Regions from separate parts of the Mus musculus genome. Here region 2 is linked to region 1. The links are chromatin contacts, called in public Hi-C maps. All regions are on one chromosome and are shown on one strand. Each heading gives the region's core, a stretch centred on a gene start, on an enhancer-like site or on the middle of the called end of the contact. The rest is flanking DNA. Distances are from core to core; before and after follow the strand shown.

Region 1 (7,405 bases), core at 3,218-5,717:
TAAAGCAAAGACTTGTTTTATTTTGTATTTATTTGCTTCCTCACTTATTTTTTTTCTGTCAAGCATTTATCTGTATTTTCATTCAATGCAAATAGTTACTAAACCAGGTCTTTTTATCCCTACCATGCAATGGAAATTACAAATTTTGCACAAGAAAAGCATTTATTCAGAAAGCAATAACATTTGAAGACTAGAGAGCACGTGTGGGAGGCCGAACCAGTGACTTAAGGCTGGGAAAGATGATGGAAGTGAAGACGTTTGTGGTCCCCATCTGTGTAATCACTCTCCATAGGTTTTTGTGAGTCTCAAAATAGTAGTGTTAACCTGATCTGAGAGTGTAACTTTGTTTCTCTGATATCAAAATGTTACCTAGGAGATTGGTTTTAATAAAGGTTGGCCCCAAATTCCTAAAGAGCAGACCAGGCAACTGTTATCACCAAAACTTGATTGTCAGAGATGTTGTCTTTGTCCTGACTAGCAAGAGACTAGTTGCTCAGCCAAATGATCGCCAAAGTCAGTGATGGTCAATATCAGCTACTAACAGTTAAGTAAAGGTGAAGCCAAAAGCTATACTCAGGTTTCCCTTGATATTAATTCATGGTAAATATGTAATTATTAAACAACCCTTGCTATGTCCGGCTACACTCTGGAAGCGGCAGTCTCCCTGCCCCTATGGCTATCTCCAAGTGGTGGACCTCCCAGTTTCTGAAGGTTCGCTGCTGTCAAACTGCTTGCTTTTCCCAAGCCATCCAGACCCTGCAGCTAGCCTGTCGAGACCGGCTGCTGCTGGCTCTAATCCCTAGCTCCGTAAAATGAAAACTCTAGAAGCTTGTAATTTATCAATTTATCAGCCAGATTTGTACCAGTAAAACCTCAACCCGCAAAGTGCCCACACCAAAAAAAAAAAAAAAAAAACTCAAAAAACTGAAAACTCAGTTGATATAAGTACAAGCTATACTCCTAGATGGGGCAAATATATCCTACAATATCCTATTGTCCTTTTATGATATCCATAGCTCCCTCTGGCTCTTTCAGGCCACGTGGATCTGGTTCATCTTCGTCCTCCATCTTTTCTCCGTCTCTCTCCATCTCTGTCCCTCTGTCTGTCCCCTCTCTAAAACTTTCAGCTCCTCCTTTCTTTTCCACTGCCCAAACACAGGCTCTAGCCTTATCTGACTAGTTAAGGTTTCGCCTGACATCACCTGTGACAGACAGCAATCTATACCGTAGAGCAGCTTGGAGGCCTGTGCCAGGACTTCGGGTCTCAGAGGACCTTGCCTGACTCTCACTTAGGCCCACCACTTCACTAAACACATGTATCTCTAACAAGGCCCATCGTCTGAGACCTCCATGGGAGTTCATGCCCAGTTGACCAGTGTCAGGAAAAATGCCAAGACTGAAATCATGACATTCACAGATAACAGCAAGCCTGTCTATAACATAAAGGAAGGAACTGTCATTATGTGGAGACGTGCAGGCTGGCTTGGCTCTGCTAAAGGGCTAGAGCTTTTGGCTGCATCGCCCATAGTGGAGTTTTGCTTTCACTGTGCTGAGCACCAGAGGCCTGTGAAGAAGAGCCTGTATTATCTTGGGCACCACACTCTCACTGTTCTTAGCTGCTTTTAATAGATATCTCTGAAGAGAATGGTTTTGTGAATGCTATAAAGACAATTCATAGCAACACTGAATAGTTGTTTTTAAGATAAATTTTATTGGTGATGATTGTTCATGTATTCATTCAAAGTGGCTTTCCACAGTTTGCATTGTGTACTACAAAAGTGTCCCCAAGTCTGTGTGTGTCTGTGACTAACCCTGATGTCCTCAGAGCAGTCTACATGTAATGTCTGTGTCGGGATGAATCACTGTCACTCATGTTGACATCTGCATGTGAACAGAGACAGTCGGTTCCAGCTCCTTTTGGCAGTAAGTTAAAGATGCACTGCATATAAGCAAACCATCAAGCATCATAGCATAGCAACAAGGCATGTCAGAGAGTACACCTCATGGTCAAGACTGAGTAGGAATTGGCCTCCCTAATCTGCCCAGCATAGCCAGAGTATTTTTGTACTACATATTACCAGCCTGGGAAAGAAGCAAAAATAAAAATAAGAAGGGGTTATTTTTCTTTTACTGTTGTGTATCAAAATCCAGTATAGCCAAGCCAAAGTTTCAAACTATCTCAGGCCAGGATTTACTACACACACACACACACACACACACACACACACACACACACACACACACACACTTGAGTTGACAATTTGGAGGTTCCCACACACACACAAGCATTTATATCTGTGTTCCTGAGAGAGCATGAGGGCCTCCCTTAATCAAAATCCATCTTGTTTTCGAGTTCCCTTTTTTGCTTGCCCTGAGATCAGAGCCTTATGTGCCACCAGCTGCCTCACAGGCAGACAGTTAAATAGATGAGACTGGAGTCACATCCAACTGTGGCGCCATCTGATGCCACATTGTTATTCTAATTCTGGGTCAATTTTAGTGCATGACTTTTTAAAATTATTACTGTCCTAATTACTTCCTAGAGAATGCAACTCTACTGCTCCTGTTCTCTGGGGAAAAACAAATAAATTCTTCCCCAAGTTATGATGTTTGCAGACAAGGAACATTAGCTTAATATACATGTGATTTACAATTCGGTGTATTTTTCAGAGAACACCATGCTGAAGACCTGATTTATAGAGAAAGTCTCTCTCTCTCACTCTCGCTCTCTCTGCCTTCCTACCTTCATTCTCTTTGTACCATGTATCTTCACATTCAATTTTGTCATCGCTTCTTTATGTTTGAGTTTTATCTCTCACTTCTGCCTGCATTCCCCCCATGCTACACAATAGCATCTTCCTAGATACTCATTACCTCCCTCTTTCCAAATTTGCCGTCTTTTCTTACAAATCAATATAGTCATAGACTGTTTTCTGTTTCCAGATCACACATTCTCTCCCATTTGCTTCTGCTATAAATCCAGTGTTGTAATCTCCATTGGCAGGTGAGCAAACTTTGGGACAATGGAGTGAAGACACTTATAAAGGGGAATCCAGCATTGATTCTGGCATCTGCCCACTCATTACCTCTGATCACAGTAGGCTCACTATATGTACAGTAAAGCAGCTTTCCCCTTAGCAGAATCTACACACAGCCAGCGCATCAGTGATTCCTTTCAATCAGTGAAGAGCTGAGGCTGCGGTGTTTCATGAAAGACCCTCTGAGGATGCTCTGTTATTCTTAGTTTTCAGAAGGTAGGATCTGAGTATCATGCCTGAGGTTTCCAATGTACAGGTAGACTGGTAGACATATCAACTTCACATGCTGACATTCTGGGTCGCCAGTCTGTCTCTAAGGCAGCCAATAGTCCGTCCCTGCTGAGAATACATGTGAAAGTTCCCTCTAAACAGATGGGGCTCCTTCCTGGTTTTAATCTGAGTTCACAGGGAAACAGAACATAGTGGAAGTGATATTCAGCCGCTTATGGGCTAGGTCATAAGAAGCTCTGCATGTTCTACCAGAGCCTATTGGAAGACTCTGTTTTGGAGAAAGAATGCTGAAACCCTCACTGGGAAGGTGATAGGAGAAACATTGGTAGTTTAGAAATAAAGAGGAACAAGGTAGACCTTGCTCCACTTCCAACTGTTGGGCAAGAAATACCAACACATGAGTCCAACATGCACTAAGTAGGCAGCGAATTCCCTGGACACAACAGTACATGAGGTACAGCTGAATGGTTGCCACTTGAATCTACCATGTTTGTATGTTTGTTATATTGCAGCAAGCAACCAGACTTGGGTTACATTCATGTAGGACTCTATGTCTTGATTCCTTCTGCATGGTGACTTCCTTGCTATGGGTCATTTGGAGGTGTAAATAAACAAGAGAACTTTGTGTAAACAAAATATGGCCATTAAGAGCTCATAGGGAGACATAGGCAAGGATTACAATCGTGGAGCTGACAGAACTAGAATGTATGAGGTGCTCTCAGTTCCTTCTCAAGGCTCAGTCCTATAATGGTTCCCCAGATTTAGCCACAGTTCAGATACTGTGTGCCAGTGACTCTCCTGCCTCAGGTTTCTATCTGATGGAAAGCTTTGGGAAATATACACAAAGCTTTGAGCTGCCAGGATTCAGGGGCCCTCTGTATCCCTCTTTGCCTCTGCCACAGCCAGAACTTTATGCAGCATCTTACAAATCACAAGTGTTTGTTCTGCTGGTCGTCTCATTTGCTGTGACACATTGTCATTCCCTTCTTACAAATGTGGGTCTTACAGTCTCAGAGAGGCTGGGATTTGTGATGCATGACCCCTTAGATCTTAAGTGATGAGATCAGGAATCTTGAAATGGCATAGTGATGCCAAGTGCAGCTTTTGCCAGGGTATCTCTGCCCATTCCTGGCCAGTCTGTGTGTATACAGAGATTCAATTCTTACTGTGCTTCTGTGAAAAGAGCACGGGCATGCTGCCCAGCAAGTGAATGCACAGACAGGCTGGATCCAGTTCTGTCTGATCTGTTTAGTGTCAAAAGGGACGCAACTTAGTTTGAAGCCTTGCCTTCTATGGCAAGAAAGCATTCATTGAGAATAAGGGGCTGACAACCTATGAATCTGAGCTTTGCCTGAGCAACTTTAAGGAACATTCAAGGAGAGATGTTGTTCCCCACTGATCTATAGTCATGTGTGAAGCACAATCTAATACTCTGCCATAACTTAAGAAAGAGAAGGATAGCCAGGTGCTGTGGTTCATGCTAGTAATTACAGCACTAGGAAGGCTGAGACAGGCAGACTGGTGCAATTTCCAGGCTAGCCTGGGTTAGTGAATTCAAGTAAATCCTGAACTACATAATGAAAGCCTAAATCAAAGATTGCATGTCCATTCTTCCATGTTGAGAGAGAGAGAAAGACTTAGACAGAAAGACAGAGAGAAAAAAGAGACAGAGAGACAGAAAGGATAGATAGATAGATAGATAGATAGATAGATAGATAGATAGATAGATAGAGATAGATAGATAGATAGATAGATAGATAGATAGATAGATAGATAGATAGATAGATAGATTCACACTGAAGAAATCATCTTCCCAAGATCTCAGGTTCACTGCCCCTGAGTTCCTTGGTGAGCAATGAGAACATGTATCTCTGATACACACAACTTTCTCGATTGCTACATTCTCAGTCCAGCTCTCAATTTAAACACATCCACCCTTGATGATTTCAACTCCACTCCACACTTCGTTCCCAAATTAATATATTGGTTTCTTCAAGGAGGCTAAAGCACTGAAGCCACAAAGTGCAAAAGACCGACCTTCAAGGTTCAGCCCTGTCCACTGTTCTGCTTGTAGCTTAGGGGAGTGGACAGACATAATAGCCAGTGAAAAGAACGGTGCTTTGCCTGGGTTAAGTATAGAGGCTTATTACACAGGAGTGTTATTCTAAGTTGGGCTTCCAGCATTATGTTTCACATTGTGGCAATTATCTTCCTAAAATCTCTGGCTCACTTCCCGTGAATTCCATAAAGAATAATGGGAATACTTTTACATTATTATTTTGCTGTGTTAATCTCATTCAGACCCATATTTAATAATGAACAGCTTTTGTGTCACCCTTTGATACTGACAAAGACCTCAAAAGCAAGCCCCAGAATACTTTGTGGTAGAGCAGAAATCTAACCGGAAATTCTGACCTATCAGTTCTCAGCTTTGTGTGAAAGGGGATGGCCTGGACCAGAAGCCTGTGCCTGGATTATATTTCTCCATTCTTTTTCTTTATCCATGCTAAATGCTAATCCCATCACTACCACCAATCAAAGAGAAATCCAAGATGTAAGAAACAAGAAACAAAGTCTTGCTCAAAAGAGACACTGGAGGCAAGACTTTGGGTACCATACTATGTATAATTCAGCTTTCTGTCTCTGTAACACATTCCTTAAAAATCAACTTACAAAACAAAAGGCTTTGTTTGGGACCCAGATGGGGGGTTCAATCCATGACTAATGTCCCTGGTGCTTTAGGCCCTTGGTAGCATATCATAGAGTCAGCATGTGGCTGAGCAACCTATTCACCAGGGAATAAAAGAGAAAGGAAGGCTCACTGTCCTCTTCAAGGGTACATTCCTAATGCACTAAAGCTCCTACTAAGCTCTACCTCCTAAAGGCTCCATTACCTCTCATTGAAACCAAGGTTTTCTGACCACATGAGCTTTTAAGGAACAATCCAAATCGAAGCTACAGCATCCTGCACATGGATCATCACCATACTTAGATGGAACTATTAGGCACTTAACACATAAAAGAATCCAAATAATTCTGCTGGAAATATACCATTCCCTGCCAAACTGATTGCATACTACAATCTGAGTCTTGGGTTACTACTGAGGCATCTGTCTAGGATTTTCAAGAGGTGGCATTCTAATCCATCTGCTGTCTACCTCATGGAGCACAGTTTTGGCCACATGACCTGTCTCTACCTTGTGAGCTATCTTTTGGAACTAAGACATTGGTGTGTACAATATATTTAGCTTAGATAAGGGCTTCTCAAATTATTTTTATTCATGAGCTCTATTCATTCAAGAAATGTTTATATAGCCCTGTGTATACAGATATATAAAATAGGTATGCAGATCAAATACTTATCGATAATAATCACCATAAATAAATTTATTGTAACACTATTCTTTAATATACATATAATTGTACCTCTAAAGATTATGCAGATTTGCATACTGATGAGATAAATGAGTGTCTTTAATTTTGCAGAAAGAACCAAATCTTGATTGGATATTGGGTATTCAGACACATAGAGCATCTTCTATACTTTTAGAGTTGATAAGTATTCTTACCATATAACCTTATTGCTAAGAAACATGAGTGGATGAATAGTAGTACAAAATGGCAGAAGAACAGTCAGGGCCATTGTCGAAATTATTAGAAATTATGTCCCAATTCCAAACCAAAACTCTGTTAATAACATATTACTAAACTCAAGAGAGTAATTCGCTTGGTGACTTCCAAAGGAAAAAAAAATAATTTCTAGCAATACAATTCAAATTTGACTAATTTGATATGCACATGCTGATGAATGATGGTAGAAAATTATTAAAAAGTCTCTATTTCCTGTAATTAAGCCACTGTGTTTTTACAAGAACAGAAAGCACTCTGTGTGTAATAAAACAGTGTAATTTATAACATATAAAAGTCAGAAATCTGAGCTGAGCTATTTCAAGCAACATGTGCTAGTGTTGTTTAATGTGATAGCATGCACAGTACAAAGAGCCAAGGCTGCAGTAGAATCTCATGATGCAGCACAGACCAGCACGGCCAGAAACATCTTGGACTCCTTTGATATTGAATAATGGTTTTGTCATTACACACTCAGAAACATTCTATTGTTACCACCGTTTTCACCT
Region 2 (7,033 bases), core at 1,901-4,400, 91 kb after region 1:
GGCTACCATGTTTATTAACATGATTTATTAATTAACGTGATTTATTAAGGTGATTTATCAGCTACTGGAAAGGCTATCTTTCTACTCTCCAAGTTAATAAGATTTGACTTTAACCAGACAGCCCAACCTTTTGATTCTTAAATCTCCTAAACTCAAGACAAACAACTTAATAACAGATCTTGGAGGGAGAGAAGCAACAGCAAACAAACAAAGCCCTAATTATTGTCATAGCTTTATAATTGGTTGCAATCTTATTTTATCTGCCTTGGTATTTTGATCAACTAGAGAAGGTTAAACATTTCTATTAAAGATGATTTTTGGATGAGAGCTGTTGACACCTAAACACATGGCACAAATCATCCTGATACTTTTAATAATCTTCAATTTTAGAGCTTTTTAGTTAAATACACACTTAGAAGTGGTTTCTATCTAACAAGAAACCAACAACAAAACTCTTAAATCTGTATTCTCCTTATCACGTCCCCTATCTCTGCTATCCAAAGGCTTGACAGCTTGTTCAGCACCTGAGTGACAGTTCCTCACAACACAGGAACTGGCCCCACTCACCTCACAAATCTCTGAGAATTCTGTAATCTCCTCTAAGAGATAAGCATTGTTGAGAAGGTTAGCCAATTTCCTGGAGATTAGCAATTTCTGTGGTGTCCTGTTGTAGCCTGATACATGACAACTCTTCACTGATTTTCTTGAAAACCTTTATTTCACTGCTATATTTTATCAAAATCGCTACAATCACATTCTGAACCACTATGACTTTGCATGTAGGAAAAACTGGCTCACATGTGTGCTGTATTCCAGATTAACTGAGGTATTCTATCCTCTAACAGTAATAGATGAGATCCCTCTTAATACATGATTCTCAACTAGGAAGTGTAAATTTCTTTTAAAACACAATAAAAATCCCAGCTTCAACTGAGAGGCGAACATCCAGTCTACAATTAGAAAGTAACATATTAAGTGGCAAAGTGGATAATGTAGATTAAGAAAAATAAGTCTTTGACATTATCTCAGAAATTCAAACACGCACACCACACACACAGAAACACACATACTATCTATCTATCTATCTATCTATCTATCTATCTATCTATCTATCTATCTACCTACCTATCCAGACAACCAAAGGCTGGAAAATGCTGTCCATCTGTGAATAAATGCCTGTGTTCCTATGCAGACCCAGTAAATCATCCATGGAAAATTTTCGCAATATCTAACACATAGAGGCAGGTCACAGGGACTCAACCCTGGAGGCCATTGTTCTATTTGGAGGTAACACAGAGACAGTTGGGATCCATGGTGAGTCTTAACCCTACATTTGACAAGTTACCTGACTGCAATTTTGGGGGGAAAACTCGCTTTAAAATTCTAGCAGTTGTAAACCAAGCAGATGCTCTGGCAAACCCAAGTGAACCTCTAAGGCAACCTAAAGGCTGACTACCAAGATAGCTTGGCTTAGACACAGAGAATGAATTATAGTTGTAGGTGACCCCGGCAGTTTGGGAGACAAGACTCTCTCAGCCTTTCAAGTCTCCATCTCTTCAATAGACAAACAGCAGTGTTGATTCTGCATCCTGCATGGCTCTAACAATGGATGCTCAGCCTAGCAGTTCACAGGAGAGCAGAGAATGTTCTGTTCAGGAAGGAACCAGAGACCATAAGCTGTTTTACAGAGAGAGGTAAGGCTGACAGTTTCTGTTAATTTAAGAGATACTAAATGGGGGATACTCACAATGTCCTTTTCAGGCTGTCCCAGATAAAAGAGCTGCCTGGAGCTCAGAGCAACCAGTAGAAGAAAGCCAGGTGCCTAGCTGCTGCAGAAGTTGAGAATGAGTGTGATATTTAGATGTAAAGAAGACGTTCAGATGAACCCAAGCAAGGAGCTTCTCTGAACACACCTGGGTCCACTAATCAGCTCAACCTCCTTCCTAAGCCATCCAAATCTGATTTTTTTGTTTTCTATGTACAGCTAAAGGTCCCCAGAAGCCAAGTGCTGCACAGGGCTCCCAGGCAGGATTTGAGCTACCTCCAACTCTGACACTCCAAATTCTACTTGGCTAGATGCGGCAGTTTCTGGGGGCAAAATCTTGGTTTTGAGGCAAGGGGCAGGAATCTATACAAGATAGCTATAGATCCAAGGAACCACTAGGGAATTAGCAATGTTGACTCCCCAGGGAGAAAAAGTTTGGGTTTGGGAGAGCTGAAGCAAGGTGAATTTTCCCTTGTTTTGAAAGGGGGTCATTCAGATAAGACAACTTTTGATCCTCTTTTTGGCGAATTTTCTAATTCCTTCTCTATAAAATCTGTAAGGAAAACACGCCCACTCGAGCATGATTTTCCCCAACGTTTGAAATGTAGATTGTCTTCGTAGGCGGCTCTACTAGGGCTCTCCTCGACCTACTCCAAGCCACCACTCTGCCCCACCCCCAAGGCGTCGTCGGCCCAGTTTCCTTCCACAGCAACTACCATGGGGCCACCCGCAGTGCACCTACAATGGTGTTGGTCCGAGCTACAGGCTTGAGTCCCAGAGTACCGATTTCAGGCTGGTCTCTGTCTTTATTCCTTCTGCTGGTCAGGACGTGGGTCTTTCTCTGAACCTACAGTGTCCAGAGAAACCTTCTGAACCTCAAGTCGACCTGGAGCCTGGGAGGTCTTTTAGGACCAAGGGAAGCCACCGTTTCCACAGTCGGCGGCTAATTCTTGTCCTCCTAGTTCCCAGTGGCAGTCCCCCTTCCCCCATCTCAGTCGCCCCAACGTTTCCAGACACTAGCCCCCGGCCACCCGCCAGCCGCTATCACTGGCGAGGGCACAGCTAGCCTGGAGCAAAGTTAGTGGCCACCTTCGTGTGCTGCCGCTCTCTCTCCCCCTCCTCTTCCTCACGGCCACCTTCTCCCGGGGACCGCGGCCGCATACTCTTGCACACAAGTCGCCAGGCTCCGCGAGACCAAAGAGTGGAACGGCACATCCCGGGTCACCCCTAGTTCAGCCCGCGCCCTTTGTGCTCCTAGGGGCCAAGAGGACCGGGTTCTGGAAGGGTGGCGCCGCAGCCCTGTGTTCGGCTCTCGGGAACTGTGTGCTCGGGGCAGCCCAGGGCGCTGGCAGTGATCCAAGGAGGGGAGCGGCGGGGGAAGCTGCGCGCAGGGGAGGGCAGAGGCGGAGAGCCACGAGCCCAGAAGCAGAGGCGGGCTCCGCACCGCCCCGCGCCCCTCACGCTTCCCGGCTCTCGAGACGCGCGGGCGGCCGCCTGGGCGCACCAGCCGGGTCACCTTGTCCCGGAGGTAAGTCCCGAGCACCAGAGCTGCGCGGGAGGACCCCGGGCCACCGGAGTGGGCGGGTGTGGCGGGCGCGAGAGGATGCCCTGGCGCAGGCGGGTGTCCTGCTCCGCCTCGCAGCGCGCAGACCAGGCGGCGGTGATGGTGTGCCGGCCGCGGTAAGTCCTGAAGGGTCGCAGTGGCCGGACTAGGGAGACACAGTGTCGCCCCGAGAGAGGGGAGATGGCGCCTGACGGGGAAGATGCAGAGAGGACAGGAACTGGTAATACCGGCCCAGGGTGCGACTTGGCGCCTTGCCACCTTGGGTACCCAGGCGGCGTGAAGGGGCTGCTGTGCGACGTCGGTTAGAGCTAGTGCGTCTGTGTCTTGAGTTCGGCAAAGCCAGGCTGCTGGGGGCCAGGCCGGTGTACTGGAACACCTAGATGATACCGACCAGTCCCTGGAGCTACCTAGCTGAGTCCAAGAGGGGCTGGCGAGAAAGGCATCCGCGGAGGTGGCAGTCAGTGAGGTCCACATGGGACAGGAAAGCAAAGGGCCGAGGGGAAAGAGAATGTAGAGTTCCAGAGCATCAGGATTGGGGTGGGTGGGTGCACAATCGGTTACCTGAGCGGAAGACCGGACTTCTAGAACCCTTCACCTCCATCCAAAACGAGACCGGTTTTTATGAGCTGTCCGGTCCCTGGCAGCGCGACAGTCTGCAGCCTCGGAGCCGCCAGTCCTGGCGCCGAGATGGGCGCAAGCAGATGCGATTAAAGGGTTCAGATTCTAATTTTGTTGTCTCTGGGCGTGATTTCTACACTTCATTCGTGTCCTCTCTGTAAATACTGGAGAGAGTGGAGCATCCATGGAGTTGGACACTTTTCTTAAGAAAGAAGGGCTTTGGGCATGTGCCTGTTTTGTTGGACCCTAGCGGTGTGGTGGAGGAACCTTCAGTTGAGCTTTGGGCAAGTAGGATAAGGGTTGGTTGGCTTTACTAAAGGACCACAAGAAGGGGTCTTCTGGTATTCCTCATTTTCTGTGGGGTGTTCTGCTAGCAGAAGCGCAGGCACACGGTGCCTCAGACTTAAGGTGCGCACCACACTCCTGCGGTGTTTGATGTGGAGGTGGCGCCTCTGCGCTGCGGGCAAGAACTGGGTTGCCTGTGTCTTTCATAGTCTCACCAGGGTTTTTGGTGCAGCAAACAGTGGTCTCAGTTTAGCTGTTTGGGGGACGTAGGGGTCTGACAAATACCTAGGGGCTGTTTTTCTGTTTAGAATCAGGCAGCGGGACATGCATCTCTAGGGCCCTCTTCTGCAGAGCCGCGAGGTGGTAACCATCAGGCTGCGAACTGCGCAGACCTGCAGCTTGAGCGGTGTGGGGGATGGAGGGGGGGACGGTGCAGGGGGTAACAACCTCCTAACATATCTCAGAGCCTGTGGATTTTTCTTTGTCAAGGTGTCTGCAGCTTGGGTGTTTGCAGAGAAGTGGTTTCAAAGAGGGGAAAGGGGGTCCTGATAAAAGTGTCTGTAGCCTGGTGTCTGTTTGGAGGAGGGGAGAAGCTGAGGGGAATTTTCAGAGAAGTTGCTCATGCCTTTGACCGCCGTTTCGAAGTTTTAGACCACAGGTGCGGGGCCTGTGGATGTGTGAGAAAGCATCTTTCTTTCCTCTTTGCTTCCTTCTCTCGCACCTAGGAACACTTTAGCCTTTTGCTGGGACAAGCTTGTCTCTGTAAGTGATCAGATGCCCTTCTCACCCTGCCCCCACTGCCTGCCCCTGCAGAGAGGACTCATAGTAAATTAGCTGCCCCTTTTCAGTGAGAGAGGGTACTGTGGTACCAGGGAAGAGGGAGCAGGAAGGAAGCACTTCAAACTTTCCTATTACAGAAATCTTCAATGATATGGAAAGGTAGAGAGATGCCCTTGGCCTTGGCCGCCTCCTCCTTGTTTCTCAGAGTCCTGGAGGCCTTGTTTGGGAAAGACTTCAAAATCTATTCCCAAAAGGATGACTGAGGGGAGGAATATTCGGTGATTCCACATTATACAAATAAATCATAGCATCATTTGGTGTCTGTAAGCCTATACAATTATGAATGTATGAATGTATCCAACAAAGCAAATGTATTGGTTAAAATAATAAATTATATTGCTGTTAAATTGTATTTTTAAAATGAGCTAGAAAAGTAATATGTTTACATACGGGTTTTTCGTGAGTGCTTCATTTTGATTTTAACTTTAAAAAGAAAAAAAATAATTTCTAGCTGACTTTACCTGTCTGCACATGGTCCTGTCTCTGAGAATGATGGCAGTTTATTGCAAGCTGGCCTGGCCATCATAATAATTCGTGTGTGTTTTGTTTCTATGCTGGATTGGATCCCAGGGCCTCACCACAAATGCTAAACATTGCTATACCACTGAGCTACATTCTGGATTCAAAATATGACTGTTACTAATGATCTCAGTAGAGCACAGATGATGTTCATACAAGGAAAGATATTCCTCTCCTCATTTATATCGCAGGGGGGAAAAAAGATAGCCCGCTACTTTTATTGGAAGAACAAGTAGACCATTGCTGGAGGAAAGACAATTACAATTACTGAGGAAAACTGGCCTTTTAAATGTGCTATACCTGTCTACCTGGGGTCTGAGCAAGATTTTAGTTGACTAGTTCCTTCAAGAACAACAAAATAATTTTTTTTAAAAAAATGGTAAAATCTTTAAACCTCAATTTGTAAATTATAAGCAATTAATTTCTTCCTCATTTAACAGTGACCTGGAAGGGCTGCAATGGACTGAACTTGTCCTTCATATTTGCCTCCTCAAATGAGTCTTATTTGCTAGGGAGCAATTGCTTATGTAAATTGTCTGCTGCTGTTGTTGGCAAGGCTCACTGAGAGTGCTGCATGCTCCAGGGGTTCATTAGGAAACCTACGTGGGCATTCCTGTCTCACTTACTGGATCCTAGGAGGCGGTGTGTGTGTGTGTGTGTGTGTGTGTGTGTGTGTGTGTGTGCCATGCCTGCTGGGATTTGGTACCCAGTGTGATTTTAGTACTATAGAGAGGTGTGCCACACCCCAGAGAAGGCTAGGAGAGTTAGCAGGAGGAATGCCTTCCCTTGCAGAGCCCCTTAGTGTACCTCTAAATTTTCTTTGAGATAAAAGCTATTCCTAAAAAAAAATGTCAGTGGTGTTCCTAGAGTTGGGTAGACTTTGAAATACCTTTATGAAGAGCACTGTACAAAGGGATCCTTAGTTATCCTTTTGTTAAGTGAGCACTTTCATCATGTCCTCTCATATAAAACTTTGGTAATTTTGTTTTATGCCAGTGCAGGCCTGTACATCTCCCTTTGTTCTTTTCTAGTCCCCCTGCCTGTTGGAGAATGCAGATCCCTAGGCATAGACTGGCACAGTATTGCAACCTGTGGTTTGAACAGATACCACATTTTTAGAAACACTATGGGAAGGAAGGATAGGGTGTCTACTTGTCAGAATCAGCTGGTAGGAGCAAATGAGGTTACATAGAAATGTTACATGGGGCTGTTTTGCATAAATGTGCTCATGTGAGATGTTTTGAGGGGTATAGCCTATGATCTATTTACACTGTACTGGGGACATTGAGACACAATGTTAAAAAGGTGACAATATTCCAACCATTGAAGGCAGGCTGACTAGATTCTTACTCATACTTCCAGAATTGCAATAATGAAGACCAGCTGGTAGTTTTAGATATGATTCTTTTTTAAAGCATTCTCTGTGCAAGATTCTTGCATGT

What was found. A called contact is a pair of places that touch in the nucleus more often than the background predicts.
Region 2: a contact with region 1 is called in a Hi-C map of cerebellar granule neurons, with 2.8 times the contacts expected there. The contact joins the promoter of Syndig1 here to the enhancer-like site in region 1. A contact is called at or near these places in 1 of 39 promoter capture datasets (hippocampal neurons), 7 of 484 Hi-C or Micro-C datasets (cerebellar granule neurons, cerebellum, embryonic stem cells and 1 more), 2 of 115 datasets of contacts at active chromatin or transcription factors (embryonic stem cells and forebrain) and 2 of 9 other capture datasets (adipose tissue and liver).

What each region holds. Positions count from the first base shown.
Region 1 is chr2:149,735,639-149,743,043 of GRCm38.p6, forward strand. No RefSeq gene overlaps it. Among named protein-coding and RNA genes, the nearest start is that of Gm14133, 59 kb to the right of the region's middle. Within about 2 kb of position 4,468, at least 14 of the 459 cell types and tissues checked have an H3K27ac peak or open chromatin away from gene starts, as enhancers often do. A contact at or near this core is called in cerebellar granule neurons and cerebellum, where this site is marked.
Region 2 is chr2:149,827,633-149,834,665 of GRCm38.p6, forward strand. It overlaps Syndig1 (synapse differentiation inducing 1), which reads left to right and starts at 3,151. Exons shown (of 4, transcript NM_001085521.2): 1 at 3,151-3,293.